Linked DNA regions of Hordeum vulgare: region 2 is linked to region 1. A link is a contact called in public Hi-C data. All regions are on one chromosome and are shown on one strand. The core of a region is the stretch at or near the end of the contact, and the rest is flanking DNA. Distances in the headings are between cores, read along the strand shown. Region 1 holds the start of LOC123398416 (U-box domain-containing protein 39-like). Region 2 holds the start of LOC123395959 (enhanced ethylene response protein 5).

The links. Hi-C and Micro-C count contacts between places; a contact is called where the count stands out from the background.
Region 2: a contact with region 1 is called in a Hi-C map of seedling, with 3 times the contacts expected there. The contact joins the promoter of LOC123395959 here to the promoter of LOC123398416 in region 1. A contact is called at or near these places in 1 of 6 Hi-C or Micro-C datasets (seedling) and 1 of 1 datasets of contacts at active chromatin or transcription factors (embryo).

What each region holds. Positions count from the first base shown.
Region 1 is chr5H:417,854,681-417,861,301 of MorexV3_pseudomolecules_assembly, forward strand. LOC123398416 (U-box domain-containing protein 39-like) reads right to left here and starts at 3,429. Exons shown (of 1, transcript XM_045092890.1): 1 at 1,528-3,429. The coding sequence starts at 3,359. The coding sequence ends at 1,692.
Region 2 is chr5H:418,269,260-418,275,148 of MorexV3_pseudomolecules_assembly, forward strand. It overlaps LOC123395959 (enhanced ethylene response protein 5), which reads right to left and starts at 4,634. Exons shown (of 12, transcript XM_045090982.1): 1 at 4,213-4,634; 2 at 4,028-4,121; 3 at 3,856-3,945; 4 at 2,986-3,051; 5 at 2,724-2,813; 6 at 2,560-2,616; 7 at 2,374-2,435; 8 at 2,202-2,289; 9 at 750-826; 10 at 538-612; 11 at 350-455; 12 at 1-249. The coding sequence starts at 4,511. The coding sequence ends at 124.

The DNA of each region.
Region 1 (6,621 bases), core at 2,179-4,678:
AGTGACCAAATCAACTAGCGACTAGTCAAGGTGTAACTCGAGCTACTCACTGTCCGTGTGACTATATGACAGTGTACTGTATGCCACGACGTCAGGTGTTCAGAACAAATCAGCGACGTCGCTCGCAAGGCAGCACCAAAATAATACCATTTGTTGTTGTATTCTATAATTATATAATATACCAACAACCCTCACGGCCTGATGGCCCTATTGGAAGCGCTAACTTGCCAACACATTCAAGGCAACAGCGTTATCCAGCCGAAACACCACGTACGACCGTAGAACGAGCAAGCATCCCATTGCTTGCATCCCAAACAAAGCATTCCGGACGACGGACCCAGCCACCAAAACTACACTTTCCGGAAGCCAAATTAAGTAGGAGTGTCGTAGCTTAATCCATGTTTGGTCAGCATCTTTTCTCTCCACTCTCCAGCAACAAACAACACGTCCCCATTCGGCCTGCCCGCTCTGACCTCCTCACATGGCGACGGGCCCGTCGAGTGCCGGGCGTTGACACTGAACGCCCTGGCCGGGGCAGACATGCATTGTCTTGAATAATGCCTGCCTTTCCATTCCTTTCTCATTGTTTGGTGACGGGCTTGATTGGGCTCTACCCACCTGCCTCGATCATGAATTGGGTTTCAATCAACCTCTCCGTGTTGCGAAATGGATGATCATCGCGAGCAAGATATAAAATTAGAACGATTATACAAATAACCAAACGGATGGTTGATTAAGATCGAGTATAATCCGGAGGAATGCGTGGTTGAATTAAGAAAGCCTTGTCTCCATACCCTCCAACCTCCATCCATCTCAAAAAGAAGAGGCAGGGGCAACAACATCTGGGAGGAACCACGCAATGCAAAAGGTCAAGTTCCCACGGGAGGTCCTACATGGAAAGGAAAGGCAGACAGCAGTACCGCACGCATTATGTTTGGGCAGGCGACAGGCATGGCATCCGTCAGTCGCCATTTTAAAATAGGAGAGATTCATGTTCAGATCGGCGGACCAACAGCGAAATGGGAGGAGTTCAAGTTCAGATCCGGCGATGAACAGCACGGATCGAAATCAGTACCCAATGGCAAGCCGTGTAGAGGACATGGATTGTCTGATCCTACTGTAGGCGAGCAAGAATTTGCAATGGCCAACCGCATCGCCAATGCGACGCATACAGTGTCAGTGATCCAACGCGTCGACGCATGGTGTGGCCTGCAGCACCAGCATACATCGGCCAACGAAGCGAAGCAACCATCCAGCAGGACTGGATCGAGAGCAGAAAGAAAAGATGGTTTTATTTTACAGGTGGAAACGACACACATGAGGCCGGTCCTCCCTAAAACAATAATATAGGAGTATCTGTCAAGCTCTCGGAGTGTCTGTGTGTGTGCAGCAAGTACGGAGAGAACAAAGGATTGCTCTGGCTTGCAAGCAACATCCGACCAACCAACCAGCTCCTTGTTTGTCCGGCACAGGAGCCGACGAGCGAGCCAGCAACGGCAATCGACACTCCAGCACGAGCTCGGAGCATTTGAGGACAACATTTGAACGACTTCATTGCAGCATCAATCACAGTTTCAAAACGAAGGAGGGAATTAATCCTCTCGTGGCACCGACGTCTAACGCTAATTAAGCAAGCGATGGGTTTTTTTTACATACAAATGGCGGCAAGGGAAGGGGAGGTAAGGATCGGCTCAGAACTCGGCGGTGTTGCCGCACGACGAGGCCCCGACCTCGCGCTGCCGCCGCCGGAACGACATGAGCCCGTCCGACACGATGCTCCCGCCGCAGTCGTCCCCGTCGCCGCACTCCAGGCTGCTGCCGGTCAGGTCCGCCTCCTCGTCCAGGTCGCCCCGCATGGCGCGCAGCGTCTTCCTCGCCATCTCGCGCCGGACGCCGCCGGGGGTCCCCTCCTCGGCCACGCGGCGGAGGGCCTTGTCCGCGCCGGCTGCGCGCGCCAGGCCGCGGAACCGGAGGCTGCCGCGGCTCAGCGCGTAGATCGCCGCCACGCACCACTCCTCCAGCTCGGCGACGTCGTGGGAGGAGAGGAGGATGCCGGACACGGCCGCGACGGCGCCCGCGTCCATCAGCGAGGCGCGGCCCTCCGAGCAGCCGCCCACGTTGCAGATCACCATGAGGGCCAGCTTGCGGATGGGCGTGGGCTCGGCGGCGCTGGACGCGACGCTGAGGAGCGCCTTGGATGCCCCCGGGAAGCGGGCGACCTTGGACTGGTTGACGGCGGCCAGCGAAAGGTGGTAGATGGCCATCCCGGCGTCGCGGCGCGCGCGCGGGTGGTGGGCGGGGGAGGTCAGGAGGTCCAGCAGGGGAGGCACCGCGCCCAGCACGCCGATGGCGGCGCGGTTCTCCTCGTTGAGCGCCAGGCCGAAGAGCGCGCCGGCCGCGTGCTCGCGCGCCTCCGGCGCCGAGCCGCCGGAGCGGAGCACCTCGACGAGCGCCGGTACGGCGCCCGCGCGGACGATGCGTACCTTGTTCACCGGCTCAAGCGAGAGGTTGACCAGCGCCGCCGTCGCGTCGACCCGCGCGGAGGCGTGCCGCGGGATTAGCAGCACGCGGCGGAGGGCCGCGAGCAGCCGCGGCGTGCAGAGCGCAAGCCGACGCTCAGCGCTCTCCCGGGTGGCGTCCCGGAGGACGGCCAACGCCGCCGCCACCTCTCCATCTTCGTCCGCGTCCATCACCGTCGCGACCACCTCATCCTCCAACGGGTCTACCGGCAACTCCAGCTGGGTCACTTCCTTGGCCGCCTCCTTGACTGGCTTCGCAGCCGCATCGTCCTCCGCGGGTGTGATCTCCGAGGACGACGTGTACGTGGACGTCGACGCGGCGGAGGCCGGGGACGAGTAGGACGAATTGGACGAGCTCGCCATCGCCGCCCGCCTGGTCCTAACAGACTTGGCGTCGGCCGCCGCGGCCGCGGCAGGAGGCATCGCGCGGAGCACGGCCTCCCGGACAGCTTCCTTGGACGGCGGCCTTGGCGCCGCGAGGCCGGAGCGGGCGCACCAGGTGCCGATAGCCGCCTTGAGGGCGGAGTTTGGTATCATGGCATCGGAACCCGAGCCGGCGCCGGGGGGCAAGAAGGAGAGGTCGGAGCAGGCCTGGAGGCAGGCGCGCTCGTACGTCTGGCCGGAGGGCAGGATGACCGGGTCGGCCATGAGCGCGCCCGAGAGCGGGCAGACGAACTCCGGCGGCGCGGCCTCCTCCCACTTCCGCTCCGGCCCCGGGTCCGCGGCCGCCGCGGAGCGCGCGGGCGAGTAGGGGGCCGGCGGCAGGGACTTGGAGGAGGGGGAGGAGGGCGCGCTGCGTTGGAAGGGGAACCTCCAGCGCCGTGGACGCGCGGCACCCATGAACCCGCGCGGCTACTATTTAGCGGCGGCGGGGGCGGGGGCGGCGGAGGGAAGCTGCTTTTGTGGCTTGGGCGGGCATTTGTTTTAGGGAGAATGGTTGCTTTTGGGGTTTGGGTGCTTTGTGGCTTGGCCGGGAGTGAGTGAGTGAGGTGGTGTGGTCGTGGTTTTATGCGCCGGGAGAGAGAGAGGCGAGACAGGGGAAGAACCTTAGCCTGGAAGGGAGCCGAGCGATGTGGGTGCGCGCGCGCTGCTTTCGGCTTTGTTTAACTGCCGCGGCTCGTGTGAGAGATAATTGCATCTATCATCCTTGAATTGGCGGCGAGCTCCAATTCAGTCGAAGAAAGTTAAAAACTGCTTCAGTACGATCCTCATACACGGAAATATGTTACCAATACGGTCTTGAATCTTGGAGAACGAGTCCCCTCTCTATGGGTCCCCTCTCTATGCGTCGCCGTGTGGCCCATCTGTCAGCGAAGACCCCACTTGTCAGCGCTAACCCCACTCACCTCCTTGTCTGTTCTCGATCCCCTGTCCTGTCTTCCCCAATTGAGAGCGAGAGGCGAAAGACGGCGATCAACCACGGCGGCAGATGAACGGCGAGCAGGCATTTCGATGATAGTCCGTGCGGTGGCGGAAGCGACAGTGATGGCGCCGCAACCTGTGGGGCGGAGTTCGTCAAAGATGAAGGGCCCTCGACGGCGTCCCGACGGCGAGGCGGCTTCAACCTATGGTATGATTCGTTGATAGCACATAATGTGATGTGTTTTTTGGCCCAATAACCTGCATTGTGTCGATTAGGTCCTGTGCATAAATTATGTGATTTGTACATGTCGATTTGCTGTCGTTTGTGAGGAATTGTGCTTGGGTTTGAACTTTTACTGAATGTTTTGTTGTAGCGAAGGAGAGTGGATATTTCAATGTCGAAGTGATTCATGGTGGGGTTTTCTTTGGTAGTGGGTTGAATATGTGCTATTTCGATGGCAAGAAGGTTTGTTATGATTATTGTCATGTGGAATTAGTATACTACAGTATGTTTGAAGAAATAGTTGAGCACTTGGGGTATGAAAAGGAAGAAAGAATTCATATCTATTGGCTGCCCCCTGGTTGTCACATTAATGGAGGTGCTGAAACTCTGTTGTCCAATGATGCTGACTTAGATGCTATGTATCTTCAGATGAATATAAGGCATAATTTCCAAATGATATATCTTGATCGTTTGGATAGCCATATTTCTGGTGGAGGTTCTAAATGGGATGATGTTGTGGCTAATCGAGTAGCAGAATTTCCTACTGTTTTCAGTCCCATAAAGAAGCCAAGCAGTGCAAATGAAAGCAACACATCTTGTAGTGCTGTGGATGAAACTCATGAAATTCAGAGTCATGACCAAGAGATCTCTCATGACCAATTCTTTGTGAGACTGAGACCAAGAGCACATAAGTTGGAAGAGGAGGAAGAACAATATGCAGATTCAGAATCAGCTGACAGTGATTATATTCCTGAGATTATTGACAGTGATTGTGACTTGGAGGATGGGGATGAAGATTTGTTGCAGGAGCAGCTGCATCCAGTGCAAGACAAGAAAGGGAAGAAGGTGGTTGAAGATTGCAACTCTTAAGAAGAGGAATTGGATGGTCCAGATTTTGATGAAGATGAAACAAAATTCAATTTCAAACCTTTTACAGCTGCACACATGCTGAGCCTAAGTTCCATGCAGGCCAATTGTTCTCTTCAGTGGTGCTTTTGAGGAAAGCAGTCAGAGAGTACAATTGCAAATAGAGGGTAAACATCAAATTCCCAAAGAACGACAAAATAAGGCTTTGTGCTAAGTGTGAGAAAGGCTGCCCATGGTATCTATATGCATCTTGGGACAATATGACAAATGCTGTAATGGTGAAGACATTCAATGGTCAGCACACTTGTGAGAAGAAGTGGCAAATTACAGCCTTTACAACTAGGTACATTGCTTCAAAATATGTGGACAAGATTAGGGCATGTGAGAAGATTTCACTAAAGGCCTTAGCAGGTTTTGTGCAAGAAGATTGGAACATGACAATTAGAAGGGGAAAGCTTGGGAGAGCTAGGAAGATTGCATATGATATTATATATGGAGATGAGATCAAACAATATAACTTGTTGTGGAACTATGCAAATGAAGTGAGAGATCAAATCATGGAAGTACTTTCTTTGTTGAGCTTTCAGATGAGGTGTAGTTTCAGAAATGTTACTTCTCATTTGATGCATGCAAGAGGGGGTTCTTATCTGCTTGTAGACCTATTATTTTCCTAGATGGTTGCCACTTGAAGACACAATATGGTGGTGTTCTATTAAGTGCAGTTCAGATGGATCCAAATGATTGCATATTTCCTGTGGCTCATGCAGTAGTGCAAAGTGGCTACTTTGGATGAGTCATGGAGCCACGCCATTACCTCGAGCTCCCGTCGGTTCTTTGGCGGTATCATCTCTATCAGGTCACCACCCAAATCCTTCAGAAGACCTTTAACTGACTGCATTGACCAAGCTTGATCTGGAAGCCCTTTGAAACTTACCTTCGTCTTGTACTCGAGACCAACCTGAGTGGCTCGAATATCTCTGACCCATCGGTAAATTGGATCCACTAGCGGCAGCACTTGAACTTCATTGATGATTGTAGCACCAGCTTACACTTCTCCTCCGTCGAGAAAAACATCCACAAGTCATGCGGGGGGCACGCTACCTGGATGCTCACCTCCGACGGCAGGACGCCATAGCATGCCTTGATGCTGGCCAGGAGAGCCGCCGGCGTCACAACCTCCTCGCCGTCTCCAAGCGCACTAGCCAGAATAACGAACTGGCGGGAGCGAGCCTCCAGCGCATCCATCGATAGCGTCCGTGCCAGCAGGACGTGTCTCCTCTCTAGACGGAGACAAGGCTCACCACGATGCCAAACCTCCTGTGGGTAAGCCCTCTCCAGCAAGTTGCGGCTCGATCCATCACCGGCGACGACCGTCGCCGCCGTACTTCGGCCGTCTTCGCTCTCCACGCTCGAGCCACTCATCACTGGAGGGGGTTGCGGGTTGGATTTGGGGATTTTTCCCCCTCGAACTGGCTCACCTCCTCTTATCCACTCTGCACTGACAGGTGGGGTCTCCGCTAACGGGTGGGCCACGCGGTGACGTGTCATACGTGGTATTCGTGATACGTAGCTGGCGCGTAGAATGGGGACTGGCTCTCCCAGATCCAGGACCGTATTGGTAACGTATTTCCATGTATGAGGATCGTATTG
Region 2 (5,889 bases), core at 3,384-5,883, 420 kb after region 1:
CTAAAATACAAATGTTGTTACAATCAGAGTCACGGTAATTTTACATACACCTATGTGTTCAGTACATCAAAGATAATAGAAACTTTCATCAGGTGTACAAAGCTTACGAGGTATCGCTACGCACTAAACGGGCTTCCCGTTCAACTTTGGGAAGGGGTCTTGTTTGCTGAGCACAAGAACTTTGCTTTTGTGGGCAAAGTATCCTTTTATGAGATTCTTGTATATTAGGCACGCCATGATGCATTCCACCTGATAGCAGCAAGGGAGTAAATTAGATTACAATATTAGCATAGCAAATCATGATACTGTTGGTTAGAAAGAAAACAATATGGTGGGACTCTATAAGCACCTCATCCACGTCCATGGTGATTCCAAGCCATTGCAGAGTCTTTACCAAGACCTCCAGCTTGATTTGATGCGCTTTAGATGGTTCCTTCTCCCTCTGTATGATATGGCTGCAGAAGAAAGCAAATCGAAAAGGATTGGTTCATTCAAAAAATAAAAGTGCGACAAGGACACCATCGAGTTTGCACTCACATTTTCTTCACTAATCTTCGGTAGACCTGGAGTTCAAGTTTCTCCAACACAAGATAGACACCACATTTTAGTAGCCTTGCAAGACAAATAAGCAATCAGTGTCCCCGTACAAAACAGAAGCAAGCAATCAATGTTTCCATACAAAAAAGAAGGAAGCAGTCAGTGATAGCGGAGGGTCGAAACTTTTTCAGCATACAAATATGTGGACTTACTGGTCTTCATGTCTATCAAGGGCTTGCTTAAGAAGCCTGAGATCCCCTCTCCTCAGTGAGGTCACAATATCTGCATACTGAAAGGTTAAATTACCACTTGCACAAGTCAAAATGGTTCCGGGAAATCTCCAAGTAGTAAAGTCACAACACAGTTAAGGTATATGACCTCGGCATCAAAAGAGCATCTTTATGAAACCGAATATATAAATTCAAGGCAACAGCATATTTCGCAAAAGTAATAAAAGAAACAATATGAATCAATCACTTACACAAGATAGAGGATACGAACTACAGCAAGAAATTTAAGTTATCCATATGGAAAACAGGAGTATATATTTAAGACAAGCAATCACCGTGCAACTATGATAATATCACACGGCAATAAAAGCAAAGCTGGCCTCTTAATACTTTGGATTCTTTTTCTCAAGAGATTGATCATTAATTTGTATAACAGACAAAATCTTATCATTAATAAATGATCCCTAGGCTAAGTCTTAGGCTGGCCATAGTGGGAGTAACTTAGGTAGTATCATGTACTTGGGACTAGCGAACATGCTGATGTGGCAGCTAATTAAAGATGAGAGAGAAGGTTAGAGTAACATAGGTAGATACTGTAACATGTTAAATGCTATGCTACTATGTGTCATGCATGTCAATAAATGAAGTCATCTATGATACTAGTTTATGATATTATGCATTATGGAGGTAGTATCATACAATAGTATCATATGCACGATACTACTATATGATACTCCCCACTATGGCCAGCCTTATCATAACATGTGACTAATCATTGTTCTCAGGGGGCAGGAACCTAACGAATGCCAATTAGATTCCATTTAGCGTAAATAAATGTTGATAAGGTTCTGATAAAGTTAATCGTGGTTCTCAAAAGGTTCACAAATCTTATGTGTACTGTAGATTTCCCAACCTTTTGTCATATCTAATCCCATATAGACCATAGGGTAAGAGATAATACTAAAAAGTTGACACGTCCAGATTAACTTGTTAATCATGTCGAAGAATTGGTAAGCTAAACATAGAACGCTCATATACTCACGAGACTTCATGTTAATGAAATGTACTTATACCAGTAGAGTATCCAAATGCACTCAAATTGCTGCCACATTATTCCTCTTTGTTGTCTACCAGTCCCACCCAAATGTTAGTAGGTCTTGCTTCTTGAAAATTGAAGGTCAACACACTGACATGGCATCAGCATCAGAGCCTATGGCCTAGTGTTCTACCCTAATTGTTCACATATGGAGTAGTAAGTGTAAATTAAATCAAAACAAAAGAAACAAATGATGTTCATGGGAATATCTGTGAACAACTAAGATAAATGTCTCTGCAATTGGAAATGGTGGTACCGAATAAACTACATATATTGCATTCCACAATCTCCTTCATATTCACATTAGTAAACAAAGAGTACGAGGATATAATATATACCTCAAGCAGATTGTACTTCTCCAGGAGGCTCCTCCTTGGCAAAACACCAATTGACAGCTTCACAGGGATTAGAAACTTCAAAATTTTCCTACAAAAGAACTGACCATTAGTAGTTCCAACAAATGTGCACCCCACAAATCACAAGCTACAAAACACCCCTTAATATAAATACCTCAAATTTGATTCGCTTTGAGGATTACAATGCATCAAAGCATAAGTTAGTTTCTGATCAGCCTGATTTAAACCAGAACAAAAAAATTATATTAGCAGCCTCATTGTTTCATAGTCGAAATAACTTAGCATAGCAGAATATACAAAAAAATGTTCACACAGAAGGAGAGAGAGTGAGAGAACTTACAACAAGAAAATTCTCATTAAACACCTCCAAGCGACCAGTATAATACATATAAGTGACCTGTGCCGTCATGAATAATCAAGATTATTATTAGATCAACATACATGTTAATATAATGCCTTGTGTTGATAGAGAAGAGAGACCATGACTTTTACTACTTATCTTACCTTATCTTTCACTGGAAAATCTTCAAAATCAAAATTCCTAGCTGTTTCAATACTCCTTATGACACTACGGCAAAGGTTAACAGTACCAAGCTGCATAATTTGAGCACCAAGTGTTAGCCCGTCGTATCTTAAATCATGTTGGGATTCTAGTGCATACTACACTTCAGCCACACTTGGTATGCTATCTATACACTGTTTGTGCTTTCTTAATAATAGTACTGAAGTTACAGATTAGACGAAAACATTGCAGTGAATAACCTACCCTGAAATAAATTTTAAACAGCTGGCAGGTAACATACAGTGCCCCAACGCGCTTAGGTCCTTTAACCTGTAAGGTTGGAGATTCACCAATAACCAAGAGTCAGAATCTTTAGAATATATCCATTTTAATAAAGGAAAGCTTGCATCAAGGAAGTATAATTGCTGCATGTTCGGTTGGAAGAGTCACATCACCTATCCAACAATTATAGCATATACACGAAAAATAGCTATCAGAAGAGAATTCATTTTATGCATAAATATGACAGATGATAAGTGGCTGAGGCAGGAATTAGAGGCCATGGCGGGAGTGAGGCAATAATGCACCAATATTGACAAGAGGGACCAAATGTGCAAACAGTAACATTATGCAACTTCAGAGCAGTTTCTATGCAAAAAAAAAAAAAAAAAAACACCACCCTCTAGGTTGATGTAAATGCATCAGCTTCTCCTCTTCTGGCAACATCTGTCGTTTCCAAACAAGAGGGCATGTGCAGTACAGAATGTTTCAACATGTCACGCTTGAAGCCTTAGGCAGAACCACAACCTTAAACACCAAGTAAGCTACAACTACTCCAATGCAATTTTCTCTGTGTGCGTGCTTAGATGATCTTACTATCTACCGACAAGAGCCAATTATATTCTTAGGCACATGGTAACCACTGGTATCTAGTCAAGCATAGGTGCTACAAAGTAAAACCTTGTCTGCCCTTTGTGACAAGAAAATAATGTTCACTTTTGCTAAGCACCTCTTTGAGGCACCTGCATTGCACAAGCTCATCACAAGCAATTTCCTTCAATTCGAATCAGACTCTTGCTACTTCATATTACCATTCAAGAATGCAGACAAAACAAAGCTTTCAGAATTCCATACCGCAAGTGCCCCGAAAACCTTCATCAGGAAGGACCCAGCAGCCTGCAGCTTGTCTGGGTTCTTCCCGCTCATCACAAGCTCTCTATCTGCCTACACCAAGATTATAAGCAAGCAGACATGAGCCCCAAAACCTCAGGTTTACAAACCCAAACCAACCGACCACCCAGCTCACCTTCTCAGCTAGCAGCCTGATCTCAAGCGCCACTATGTGCATCGCCTCCATTGCCCAAGGAGTCTCCCAGTTCCGGAACTCCTGCAGGAACGCGCTGCAACCAAAACCACATCAAATCCTCTAAAAATTTGAATAAATTCATCCAAATTGTTCGGAAGGAGTGCAGAGAGGAAGGCAGCACGAACCTGGCAGCCTTCTCGAAGGAAGAGTAGGCGTCCCCGAAGCGGCGGAGGGAGTGAGAGTGAATGGCGCGGAGGAGCAAGGGGAGGAAGTCGGAGAGGTGGGGGAAGCGGTCCGCGGCGAGGCGGGCGAAATCCGGAAAAGCGGCGAGCGCGTCGGAGAGCGGAGTGGAGGCAGGCGCCGAGGAGATGGCGAGGAGAGAGGCGAGGTCGGCGCCGTCGGACTGAGAGATAGCGACGTCCAAGCGGGAGAGGTAGTCGGAGATACGGCGGTGCGCCTCGCCCATGCTCAGGTACGCCGCCATCTCTGGTGCGGCGGCGGCGGGAGCCGCGCGGGTGTTGGGGTTTGGGCTTGGAGGTCACCGACGGTGTGGAAGAAACCAGTATGAGTTCGATCTGATGGGGGTAGTTCTGGTCTATGCAAGCTGGTGACGATCACCAATCTTCGCCGTCGAGTGAGAGAAATCGATGGTTGAGATTAACTGATAAAATCATAGTAAGGTTTGGCTTGGTTTGCTCATTGCTACCATCTCCGCCCCTCTCAGGCGAGGTAAAACAACTTTTTTTTTACAAAAGTACAATCGAAGTCGTTTAATATACAAGCGTACATTCATTCCTATAAACGCACGCATGCACATCCTATCCCTATGAGCATCTTCGAAAAACTAAGCCGTCACATCATCTTGAGATTGACGAAGACGCCACTCACGCCTTCGTTGTCGAGGTAAAACAACTTCGAGGGTGAGTTTACTTTTATTTTCACTAGCACAAGGGCCGGTGCGTTGTAACAAAAAAATCATATTTTTTAATAATCATGATTATATTTTGCTACATCATCGAAATACACTATTACTTTTAATTTTATGAGATCATGAACAATTTTTAAAATCATAAATAGTTTTTTAAAATCGTGCACATATTTGAAATCATGAACGAAATACTATTACAAATTTCCGAACATCTTCTAAAATCGGGAATATTTTTGAATTCATGAACATTTTAAGCTATTTGCAAACAACTTTTAAAAAATATGTTTTTTTAATCCATAACTAGCAAACATTTCTAGAATTGACGAACATTCTATAGAAATTTGGTGAAATACTAGTGGGTTATTGCTTCTCCGAGTACGTCATGTAAATTACTCCAAAAGTTGCCAAATATACACACCACACCCATGACCCTTCATCTTAGTGGGACGTGTGGCACGCATGCATCACATGTGGCAGCCCACTGCCTCCTAACTGAAGCGACGAGTGCGGGAATTTGTTGCGATGAGGGCGTTAAAAGATAAGAATAAAAATTTAAACGTTTGATTGGATTTGTCTTCGACGGCCAAGGATGTCGTGAAGACAATCAACACATGTCAAGTAGAATGCATATGTATGGAGTTGAACTGTCTTAGAAGAGATAAGCATAGATGAGATGTGCGGGTTCGATCACATTTGCCTAGATAAAAATTCAAAGATATAGCTATATGGAAGATGTTGTAGAGGACTGAAGTCCAAAATATCAAATATGATATTATTCAAACAACAAGTGTTAAGTTCAAAAACAAACACACAATATAAAGATAAACTCAGTTTCTTGAAGACATAGATAAAAATGCGAAGATAAAAGTAATGTCTTCAAGAGTGGTTGGTGGCGCTGGCCACCGCATAAGAATATTTGACCTAGACACGACGC